2 separate regions of the Mus musculus genome follow, and region 2 is linked to region 1. Evidence: chromatin contacts called from public capture Hi-C data. All regions are on one chromosome and are shown on one strand. The core of a region is the stretch at or near the end of the contact, and the rest is flanking DNA. Distances in the headings are between cores, read along the strand shown. Region 1 has its middle 27 kb from the start of Slc45a4. Region 2 overlaps Adgrb1 (adhesion G protein-coupled receptor B1).

Evidence for each region. Capture Hi-C pulls out chosen DNA fragments and counts their contacts.
Region 2: a contact with region 1 is called in a capture Hi-C map of embryonic stem cells, with 2.3 times the contacts expected there. The contact joins two enhancer-like sites. A contact is called at or near these places in 2 of 39 promoter capture datasets (hippocampal neurons and liver), 2 of 15 datasets of contacts at CTCF or cohesin (large pre-B cells and pro-B cells), 1 of 484 Hi-C or Micro-C datasets (embryonic stem cells), 6 of 115 datasets of contacts at active chromatin or transcription factors (acute myeloid leukemia, astrocytes, embryonic stem cells and 2 more) and 1 of 9 other capture datasets (embryonic stem cells).

What each region holds. Positions count from the first base shown.
Region 1 is chr15:73,649,005-73,655,132 of GRCm38.p6, reverse strand. No RefSeq gene overlaps it. Among named protein-coding and RNA genes, the nearest start is that of Slc45a4, 27 kb to the right of the region's middle. Within about 2 kb of position 2,127, at least 10 of the 459 cell types and tissues checked have an H3K27ac peak or open chromatin away from gene starts, as enhancers often do. A contact at or near this core is called in embryonic stem cells, where this site is marked.
Region 2 is chr15:74,529,902-74,535,896 of GRCm38.p6, reverse strand. Adgrb1 (adhesion G protein-coupled receptor B1) reads right to left here. Exons shown (of 31, transcript NM_174991.3): 2 at 5,957-5,995. Among named protein-coding and RNA genes, the nearest start is that of Adgrb1, 17 kb to the right of the region's middle. Within about 2 kb of position 4,671, at least 10 of the 459 cell types and tissues checked have an H3K27ac peak or open chromatin away from gene starts, as enhancers often do. A contact at or near this core is called in embryonic stem cells, where this site is marked.

The sequences.
Region 1 (6,128 bases), core at 878-3,377:
TCTACCCACCCACCCATCCATCCATTTATCATCTATCTATCTACCTATCTATCTATCTATCTATCTATCTATCTATCTATCTATCTATCTATCTATCTGCGCTCTGTGTGTGTGTGTGTGTGTGTGTGTGTGTGTGTGTGTGTGTGTGTGTGTGTAAAATGTAAACACACAGAGGACAACTTTAGGGAATCAATTCTTTCCTCTCACTATCACACTCGGGTTGTCAAGCTTGGTGAGAAGTGCCTTTATCCACCGAGTCAGATCACTGGTTCTCAGCTTTCTGTCGGCTGAACGCTGAGGGAGGCAGGAATTACTGTGAGCTACAGTGACCTGTGAAGGCTGTCTGGAGGGGTGGCACACCGGGCAGTCTGGCCCAAGAAAAGCAAGGGTCAGGAGGTTTTGATCACAAAGGTGAGAGGGAGGAGAGACAGCTCCAAGTGATGCGAGGTCTTGTCCTAAGAGATGGATTCCTGGCTGAGGGCTGTGACCCCATAGGGAGGAGCACCCTGGAGACTGCAGTGCCTTGTTGATGCCAGCCAGTGGGGCGGTCCCATACATAACCTGTCTTCACCCTTCATTCTTAGAGCTGTGCCAGGTGCCTCACCCTGTCACCTGCTGTGGGCGGCTGGCTCCCTGCCTCCTCTCCAGGTCACCCTGGTCATTTGGTTCATGGCTGCAGCTTCTGAGGCCAGACTCTTCCCTTGCTCCTGCTCCTCTTGACAGGGTGACCTAGATATGTGGTGCTGTGCTACACTCCCTCCCACCCCCACCCCTTTCCCTATAGGCCTGGAAGCTGCTTGCAAAAGCTAGACAGCCTTCCTGGGTTCAGATCCTTGCTCGGCCACTTACCCACTGTCTGACCCCAGGCCTGATATTCGGTTCCTGTTTCCTCTTCTACAGAGGGGCACCAACAGCACTGGATTGCTATGTGCTTAAGGCAGCTTGTTTGTGGTTGGAGATGGTATCCTACCCTTGAACTCATGATCCTGCTCCTGCCTCTGAGTGCTGGGATGATGGACCTGTGCCGCTGGCTCACCATGCCTGGCTTGTAAGGTGGCTTTGATCACACAGGGCCTAAGCTGTTGGTTGGTTGGTTGTTTGGTTGTTTGGTTGGTTGTTTGGTTGGTTGGTTGGTTGGTTGATCGGTTGTTTTTTTTTTTGAGACAGATATTCTCTGTGTAGCCCCGGCTGTTCTAGAACTAGACATCTGCCTGCCTTTGCCTCCTGACTATCTGGCTGACACCTGAGTCCTTAATTCTCCTGCTTCCACCTCCCCTAGGATTATAATTAAACAGCACAATGAACATCTTTTTGTTGCTGTCAATTGTTTTTTTTTATCACATTTTTCACGATGTAGCCCAAGCTAGCCTCAAACTTTCATGGACCCACAGACACTCACTATCAAGTCTGCTTTATCTGAGGGACCGTCTGATGCTGATGCTGTCCTGAACTTCCCTGGGCCTCAATGGGACCGTCCTTCATCATCCTTTCCTGGTGTCCTCACTGCAGAGCTGGAGCTATGGGGACATTTTCTTCTCACTTCACAGATGGAGAAGACGGCTTAGGGAAGGACTCGTCTGGCATGCAGAGGCAGTGGAAGGAATTCAAACTTCCACGAGAAGTCATGTGATTCCCCAGGTATCCATACGACCTGGGGATCACCCTGGAAATTATGTGACTATACTCATGTCATTTGGTCCCAAATGGCCCCATGACCTTGGAAAGATTTGTGGACTCCTAAGGATTTCAGTAATCTCTGCTTTGTGGCCAATTCTGGAGCCTAAAGTCCTGACTGACCTAGCTCTGCCCAAGACTGAGGTTTTTTTTTTTTTTTTTTTTTTTTTTTTTTTTGAGGTTCCTTATTGCCAAGACCCCTGGACCTCTGACCTGCACGTTCAGGGCTTGTGGGAGGCTAGAGGTCTTTACCTTGCTGGAGGGAGATCTTGGCCTCAGAGTCTAGGCTCACTCACTCTCTTCTTAGGGAGTTGCCCCACTCCGTGGGGTTCCCACCCACTTCATTCCAGATGGGGCTTATAGCAGGGGGGAAGCAGAGAGGGGGGATGCTTCTCCAGGGTACATGCTTTGAAGGGCACTTAAACAAGGCTAGCTGGGGTGAGGGTTTTAGAGCATACTGGATGGAGCTGAACTATTTAGCCCTGGAGCAGAGAAAGGGGCGTGGCTCACAGGGGTTGTTCAAAATCTTTGGCAGTTAAATTAGCATGCTAATTGAGACAATGGGGAACTGGAAAATAGGAATTTTTTAAGGTGTTCACTTTTTTTTTTTTAAGCTTGGACTGGGCATGGTAGTACATGTCTGCTATGATCTTGGCACTCTGGAAACAGAGTCTGGAGTATCAAGAATTTGATGCCAATCCTGGTTTACCTAGTGAGTTTGAGGCCTTCTGGGCTGTGAGAATCCCTGTCTCAAAACAAATGAGAGCAAACAGTTGTATGAGCAAAGGTGCTTACCCAGGGACTGTGTAGTCAGGTCACAGCCTATGCCTTCTCTCTCTGCCCTCTTCAGAACCACCTGTCCCATGCTCAGAAGCAGGCAACAGTACTCTGAGTGAACTTACCTTCGGATGTAAAGGGATCTGGCAAGGTAGCAAGGGGCCTCAATTAATAAGTGGGTGTGCTTGTTGCTACTGTTGTTCTTATTGTTGTTGTTGTTTTGTTTAGTTGTCTGTTTCGTGACAGAGTCTCACTCTGTGGCCCAGACTGGCCTCCTACTCTCGATCCTGCAGCCTCAGCTTTAGCCTCCGGGGGCCGGGATTACAGGCGTGGATCTCCACACCCAGTTCTTTATTGAATTTTAATCATAGTACAATCTGAGCCATCCTAATTTACGCAGGGCTTCAATGTGCTTCACCTCCCTCCCCTCCCGGGAACCCACAAGTCCAAGGTTATCGCTTATCAATCTGAAGCTTTCCCCGCTGCAGAGAAGCCAGACGTTTCCCCCAGGAGAGTTCAAAGGGTATCAGGACAGTCGTCCTGAAGAGTCAGAGGAGGGTCTGTGGAAGGGCAGATGGGACAGGCCCTCAGGAGTGTGCCCTAGATGCACGTAGGCATCCGTACCTCTCAACAGCCTCCATCAGTTTTCCCTTGGGGCCATCCTGCCCTCAATCTTCAGCAGTTCCTGCAAGCAGAGAGGATACTCAGATTAGACGTACCCCCGCCCCCATTTACCTTCTCTGTCTATGAAATGGGATCATACCAGTGCCCAAAGTACAGAAGACTAAGGGCAGGGTGTGGGTAGATATGAGTGGGTTAAGTCCATCTCCTTTTCTGCTGAGTACTTCTTGGGTTTTGCCAAGCGTTGTCCTCCCCTCTGCTGTGGTCCAGCAGGTTTGCTATGCACTCCAGAGGCGGGAGTCTCCTCTCTCTTAGCACAGGCTGAGGAGCAGTTCAGGGAAGACCACCAGTTGGTAGCTGTCTTGATTAACGCAGGGTGCAGTGCAGACATCCTTATTGAAAGGGCCCTCATTTCCTCATGGGTCAAGGCACAGAGATGGGCAGGGAAGGAAAGACACCTTACAACAATAGACAGAATCCTCCCTTCCTGCATCTGCCATCTTGCTGACTGGACACCTAATGAGATGTGACCCAGAGGTGAGTCTTGTCTGGGTCAGCTATACTGTACAGAGGCAGGTACAACTTCTTGGGCCTTCTTGTCTCAAGAGGAACACACACACACACACACATAGGGCCGAAAATGGAAAGGACGTAGGTAGCAGGCCTCCTCGGGTAAGAGAGCAGACAGCAATGAAGCTATCGTGGCACTCCAGGCTCCCAAGCAGCTGGGAGATCACTGTTCTTTACAAACAAGAACTCCAGATTTGCGATGTAGTTTGTGGTACCTTTGTTTTAAAAACTGCGGAGCAGCAGAGTGGTGGAGGCACAAGCCTATAATCCCAGCACTCGGGAGGCAGAGGCAGGCGGGCAGATCTCTTGAGTTCAAGGCCAGCCTGGTCTACAGAGTGAGTTCCTGGACAGCCAGGGCTACACAGAGAAACCCTGTCTTGAAAAACCAAAACCAAACTAAACCAAAAAAGGAAGATCGCTGAGTCCATAGGGCTCGGTGGGGTGGGGTTCAATTCCTGGCACCTACATTAGGTAGGTGGCTCATAATCACCTATGACTCCAGCTTCAGTGGAATCCAACTCCTCTGGCCTCTGTGGGCACCTGCACTCCTGTACACATACTTACACATATGCGTGCACATACATAAACACACATACACACAAAGTGAAAGGAAAAAACCCTAAGTATTCAAAAAGCAAGTACTAAGCATCTGAAGATGGAGATGGGATGATAAATCAAAAATGGCATTCTCCTATCTATGAAGCCATTGGGGTTCCCCAGGCTCAGCCCGAAGCCAGGTAAGGGTCCAAGCATTCTTGCCCCTAAAACAGTCCAGGTACAGAGCCTTGCTTATTTATTTTTGTTTTGAGACAGGGCTTTGTGTGGCCCAGACCGATCTCAAGGTCATTCTATAGCAGAGAATAGCCATGTGCCCCTGATTCTCCTGCCTCGTCTTCCACAGTGCTAGGAAGACAGGTGTGGGTACAGGGCTTACAGACCCTAGTGCAAGAAGGCTGCCTGATGTCAAGCTCTCTTGGGACAGGGTGGGGCAGCAACTATTCACAACCTTGTGCTTCATGGAGAGTTTGGAGAAGGGAGAAGTCACCTGGGGACTGAGAACCCTTCCCCAAGCTGCCAAGAACAGCATGAAAGCAGAGCCAAAGGCTGCACACACATCAAACCTCCTTGGTGGCAGCATTGGATATTAAGCCTGGCCTGGGACAGAATACAGTCAGGGTGGCTCAACCCTGGACCTTTTAGCACATTCATGCACAACTGTCTTGGAGTTTCATTGTTGTGAAGAGACACATGACCAAGGCAACTCTCATAAAGGACAACATTTAACTGGGGCTGGCTTAAAGGTTCAGAGATTCAGTCCATTATCATCAAGGCAGGAAGCATGGCAGTCTCTAGGTAGGCATGGTGCTGGAGAAGCCGAGAGTTCTACATCTTGATTGGAAGGCAGCCAGGAGAAGACTAGACAGCTAAGTAGAGGGTCTCAAAACCATCCCCTGGACAGAGACACACTTCCTCCAACAAGGCCACACCCACTCCATCAAGGCCACACCCACTCCAACAAGGCCACACCTCCGAATAGTGACAATGCAAATGTACATACACAGGCACAGGTGCACATAGTGCTTGCAGCACATACAGAGTGAGGACACACTTTTCCTTAACCTTGTGTGAGTGTATATGTGCTATGCATAGCGTGGTGTATTTGTGGTGGTGGTAGTGTGTATAGTGTGTGTGAATATATTGTGGTATGTATAGTGTAGTATGTGTTTGCATATGATGTGGTGTTTGTGAATGTGGTGTAGTGTGTTGTGTATATGTTGTGGGGTGTGTGTTAATGTATTATGGTGTGTGTGCATGTGTGTGTGCTGTGTGTGTTTGTGAGTGTGTTGCGATGTATGTGTGTGGGACAGCACATATATTTGAATATGCAGTTACATACAGAGGCCAAAGAAGGACTTGAGGAATCTTCCTATATCTTTTTCTATCTTACTGCCCTGAGACAGGATCTCTGGCCGAATCAGAGCCTTGTTCTTTCAGCTAGGCTGGCAGACTGCTGAGGTCTGGAGAGCTGCTTGTCTCTGCTCCTCAGAGCTATGATTATGTTATGTATAGCACTGTCAGGCTTTTAAAATATGTATATGTGTCGATATATTTGAACCCAGGTCCTCTGGAAGAGCTGCCAGGGCTCTTAACTTCGGAGCTGTCTCTCCATCCCCAATGTGTGAGGCTTTTCAAAACGTGGTAGGGCTTCAAACTCAGGTTCTCATGCTTACGGAGCGAGCAAGCCCTGTTATCAACGGAGCCATCTCCCTAGTCTCTCTCTCGCCTTTTACCTGATATCTTCATTTAGCTCTAGACCACAGAACTAAACGCCTGAGCTATTCCCACACCTCAGGCTCAGAAATGACCGTTCACATCTCAGTGACCCGGGTCCTACTGTCCTCTGTTACTTTGTTCAGACAGAGTCTTGTCATGTTGCTGAAGCCCCGGCTGGCCTCAGACTTGTGACAAGGCTCCTGCCTCTGCTG
Region 2 (5,995 bases), core at 3,422-5,921, 880 kb before region 1:
GGCTCTGGTACTCTTCCCACCCTAATGCCCTGGCTTGAAGGTGGTGGGTTCCCCTGATCCTGCACCCCAAGTGGGCCGAAATGGGGAGAAGAAAAGAGATCCCTCCTCCCCCAGCCAGTCTCTCCCCAGTTCCTGGGATCCCCTTTGGAGGAGGGGAATCATGCACTTCCAACTTCGTCCAGCAGAGGGATCCCTACTCCAGCAGGTCGAACAGCAGAGCTTTCCTGCACATTGCCACTTGGCTCACCAGACACTCATGGCAGATCCAGGGACAGTCCTGGCCCAGAGGGCTAGCAAGACCCCTGCCCCCACCCCTACCCCCACCCCCCAGGACCCAGCTGGAGCAGGACTGTCACAAAGTACTTAGACACTGGTCCCAACAGCTGAGTCTGGAGCTCCTGGACCAGGAACAAGGGAGACACTAAGGGTACAAGCAGGGGCTGCGGAGGAACCTGTCCCTGCAGCCCTTCACTGGGCAGATCCTGATTCAGCCAGCTGCAAGCTGCCAGCAACTGTCAGGGTTGGCAGGGAACAGCACTCAGATCCCAGGGTAGATGGAGAGAGCAGTTACCAAGTCTACTGTCGACTGTGCAGCCCTGGCCTCCCTGATCCCCCATAGCCACACAGCCCCCTTAGGCAAACTCTACAAACGAGTACTGTCCCAACCCCAATTCTCAGGGGTGGGAAACAAGGCACTAGATGAGCAAGCAAGCCACATCTGTAGGAAATTCCTGTTGCTGGGTGTTCCCTGTCCTGAGATGGGGCCTATTTAAAGGCTCAAAACATTTAGTCTATGCTGGAGACCTTAGACAAGTGGCCTCTGTCCTCTCAGTTAGCAGAGTGGGTGGCAGAGGCTGCTGACCTTCCTCCCATCATCGTGGGAGGCATGACCCAAGTTCAGGTCACAAGGACTTCTTGCTCCTGTCCAAGCAGGTGCAGTTCTGGGACAGAGCTGAGACAGGTGACACAGTATGAGCTAAGGCACATGGGAATTTCCCTGTGGGTGATGGTACTCACCACATCCAGCATTTCCACAGGACCCTATCCTGTTCTTTCCTTCTAGGAGAGTTGTCTATGATGTGCACTTAAGCCTGCTTTCTATATTTTTCTAAAATGTGTGTGTGTGCATGTGCACACGAACACACACACACACAGAGCCAAGATGGCAACAGAATCTTCATAGTGGACCATGGTACCTCTCTATTACCCTCGTCACCCCTACAAACTCCAATGAAGCCCAAACCACACCTAGAGGCTCCCCCTAGGCTCAGCCTCTACTGCTACACACTGCCTCACCTCCTCTTGGGTGTCTTGAGGGACAGAGATGCATAGAATTTGGGGGAATCCCTGGCCAAGGAGAACCAGGGCTGCAGGCACAGTGAGGGGATCTGCTTTAGTCTTTAGGAAGTCATGAGCCCCTGGGCATTCCAGGGTTCCTAGGACGGTGTAGCATATGTGCACACCCTGACTCAACCAGGAGACTCAACCCAGCCTTCCACCTCAGGCAAGTGCACACAGACACATTTAGCAATGCATACACACTAGGGCTCAAATATATGCTGGAATGCACACCCACAATAACACTCACAGGAATACACTCACATGAACATATACATCCAAGGATACTCACAGGGAAACACAGGAACACAGTCATGGGAACACATGGGAGGCACAGGACACACTCACTCACAGGGACAAACTCAGAGAGATATACAAGGGCTCATGGGCCACACTCACAGCAGCACACGATGACACACAGTGACACGCAAGAACACACAGAGACACACTCACAGACTCCCAGGAACTCCCAGGCCCCACCCCCCAGAATCCTGCTTTTTCATTATCTTACATGTCATTTCTGCAATAATATTCTTTAATTAAAACATGAATATTTAAAGCAGCCCTTGAGAAAAAATGATTCATCTCACCAGCAGCAGAGACATGAGAGAGATGGAGGAGGAAACAGAGAGACAGGGAGTTGGGGACAGTGCATAACAAGAGTTGGTACGAGGGCCTGGCAGCCTTAGAAGACTAGGCAGCAGGCACAGTTGCCTTAGCCTAGAATCCAACGTGTGACATGGCCATGTGGCACTTGGACAGGCCTTGTGTGGAGGGCAGGGCTGAAATCGGGCCACACACTCAGTGGGATGCCTGCTGTCTCTCCAAGTCAGCTGGACATTGCCTGACTTAGGAGGGGATGGGTGCCCAAGCTTGCCCGCTCCCAGAAGACAGTGAGGGCAAAGGCCCTGGGCACAGAGCTCAGCAGTCAAGAGCGGAGAGTCAGCTGCACAACCTGACTCAGCATGAAAAGTTGCCTAACTTGCGTCCTTAGCCACTGCCACCACCGAGGCAGAGCTCAGTGCATAGGATGTCACCTGGTAGTCTGCGGTTAGTCCTCTCTTACAAGCTATGTAACCTACTACCTCTGGCCCGATTTCACAAGCATGTGCTGAGTGCCATCTTTAAGCCCAGTCCTCCACACTTGGGAAGCATCAATGAATGGGGTGTGCCCAGTGTCTGTGTTGCTCACATATTAACATAGGCGGTGAGTAAGAGGCCCACTGGAGGAGTTGTACGGCATGTTTGAAAGTGATACTTGTCAGGGAAGGCAGAAAGGGAAAAGGTGTTTTACTGGGCAGGACACACAATGCTACAGGGGAGAGCCTAGGGAGGGGTTAAGGAGGGATCTTCAGGAGGCAGAGCAACTGTGAAAAGATGACCAAGGCAGGGACAGCGTCTGCTGGGGCCTAACTCATGGCCATAGGAAGCAGGAACTCACCTCTAGGTGACACTTCTAGAACAAAGTCTGCACTCAGTGACAGCCATTGCTGTCACCGTTGGGCTCCTTCCCCTCCCACGGCCAGGAAGTGACAGAGTCTGCATGCAGGATGCAGGCACCTTATGTGAGCTGAGTGGTCAGTCTACCCTACACATGAGAACGCACCCTCTGCCTCATATGCTGGGGCCTAGCCCTTGTGTTCTCCAAACTATCTTCCAATAGACCAGCAGCCAAGCAAGTCAAACAGACAGAGCCCACCCTGGATACACATACACATACTCACCATGCACACACAAGCCTACATGCTCAGTGCTGGGTACATACATACCTGGCATATATACATACACCCACAGACACATATACAGTTACAATGTGCTGCATAAACACCCACATGTTCACACATGTACACATACAAATTTTTTGGCGTATTACTAGGAGTCTGCCTAGCAATAAACAAAGACATATGTGGGCTCACACAATGCTGGCATACATACATGAGAGTATACATATATAAATGCAAGACACTGCAAACACAATAATCAAACCGGTATACCCACTGGGTTTTCATGTGTTATACATGTGAACATGTGATTACATGAACACATATGTGCAAAATACACTATATATGTATTCATATATGGGTGTAGCCACCATACACATATGTATGCATGTACATATGTGTGCACAAAGTACACCCTACCATACACACATGTACAATTCATATATGTACATTCATGCACACACACCTCCTCCCACTTGCCTCTGAGTACTACCTGCCAACACTGTCAGAATCCATATACTGACCTGATGCTCAAACTGCCCAAGTTCAACCTGAACACACCCCTGCCTCTGTCTGCCTCTGCTCCTAGGTCCCCAGAGTGGGCCTAGCAATAAACAAGAACACCAACCCTTCGCCATTGGCTGCTTCACCCCACTCTTACCCTCACAGAGACAGAAGAAGGCATTCTCAGGCCCCCAGAGAGGAGAACTGAGGGGCTGGGCTGGCCTAGAAACACAGGTGAGCCAGGGTCAGACCCAAGACTCCAAAGTGGGGTTCCAAGGCCGATGTTCTAGCCTGGGCCTGTACACATTCACCAGGGGCCAGGGCTATGCTCACATACCCTACGACCTGGGTCACACACGTCTCAGCCTCGAGTTCTACTCTGCCCTTAGAATCGTCCTTAAGCTGCATCTGCAGTCCTGCTTCCTCTGTCCCACATGGATGTCCTCATTCCTGATGGGGCCAGGCTTGCTCTTCCTGCCTCCACACCCTTTTATCCACAGTCCATCAGTTGCACCAAACCTCTCCTCCTCCTCCTCCCTCCTCCTTCCCACTGCAAATGACCAGGCCAACACCAGCCACCTCCCCATCCAGGCTCCTGTGAGGAGTCCCGGTACCTCACTCCTTTGCACCAAGCCCTCCCAAAGTCCTTCTGTTCTCAAGGTCATGTAAACACTCCACAGAGAAACCTGGCCACTTCACGGCTCCCGCAGCAAAGGCATTCACATACTCATTCCTCAGGAAATAAATGCAGCTACACACTGCCCCCGGCCCCATAGCACACAAGCACCTCCATTTGGTGCCTCCAGCATCTATCATGCCAGCCCTGAAGGCCTTGGCTGCTGGCAGCTGGGCCAAGGGGTTTAGAGCAACATCCAGCAGCTCCCTGGCACAGTAGCTGCCCCAGTATTCCACTGAGGTCAGGCTGCTGCCCAGGGGGTGTGACTGTGGCCCCAGTCAGAAACAAATAAAAATCAAGTGGTGATGCAACCCCAAGAATTGTTTTGCAGATGTAGGAACCAATGCTCACGGTGGTTAAATGATGGGGAGTGGCAGAGTATGGTACATGGCCAGGTCTGCTTGTGACAGCTGGCCCCATCCTCCTGCATCTTCCCACCCCATCTCTCTATTCTTCCAGGGTTCCCTTTGGTCTCACTCCCATTCCTGTCACACAATGAAACCCGCCTTTGTCAAGGTCACAATGACCTCCAGCCTAAACGGCAGGAAGGCTGGTCCTCCACCCTTTCTTCCCATCACAATGACAGAATGTTCAGAATTTCGTCTGAGGACCCTGAAGAGGTCGCCTCAGCCTAGGTCTCACAGAGATCCAGACCTGGGACCTGTCATAGGGCCTTGACCAGAAATGTGCCTGGGGTTAGAAAATTCCTTTGCAGCCTGAATGGCCTTGTGGCCTCTGAAACGCTTAAGGCTGAGGGATGCCCTACGGGCGTCAGCATTTCACTCTAGATCTCCTGGCATCAGGTTCTCAGTCAGGCCTTGCCTTGGCCCTACACACCATCAATGAATAGACTTGTCTTCCTATTCCCCAATGTCCCCTTGATGTTGACTCAGCTCGTTTCTCCAGCTCAAATCTTGGACAGCCCTACCTCTGCTATCCTCCAGGTCACACAGCAGGCAGGGCCTACCTCTTGTTACAGATACGACACTCATAAAGATACACTGTTAGCACCATGACCAGTCATCAACCCCTTGCATCCCCATCAGGCCTGGACCCTGCCATCCTGAGGCCATTGTCCTCAGGTCTCCAGCCCATGAGTAAAGGTAATGGTTTTCTCAACACTGGGTTTCTGGGTGTCCTTGATACCCTGGTTCTGCCTGGGATGGCTACATACTGTTGGGTAGTGTGTCTTCTTCCTGTGGTCACTGGCCAAGGATGGCATTGTGTCCCTGCTCTCACTATCACACCTCAGTGGCAGCTGCTATAGACATGCTACACTGAGCCCCAAAACCTTACCTCCTGGCAACAGCCCTGTGAGTACTCTGTCTATGCGTGCTCCCATGCGCCACCCTGGGGAGGTGCTGACCTCCACTTTAGTCCCCAGACACCAGGTACTGTACCCTAGGGATGCTGGAAAATGTCGTTGTTGAAGATTAGTGTGCTCCCATGTGGAAGATTTAAACCGAGGAAGTGGCTTGAGGAAACTGGCTACGGATCCTTTCTTCCCTCCCTCACTCACATGCCACGCCCTATGTGGGCTGGGCTTTCTATCCTGGGAACGAAGAGCCATTGGCAATTTGAATTCTACACATGGTCTCTCAACCCGGATGACAAAAGAGTTGCCCCGAACAGACCCCAGCCTCGGGGACTGCACTCTCCCTCACGCTCTCATTTCATCTGCTGCAGAACTGTACAAGGTTCTCTGGATTCCACTCACCTGCTGAGCCGTGCCCACCCCGGTCCTGGGTCAGGCTGG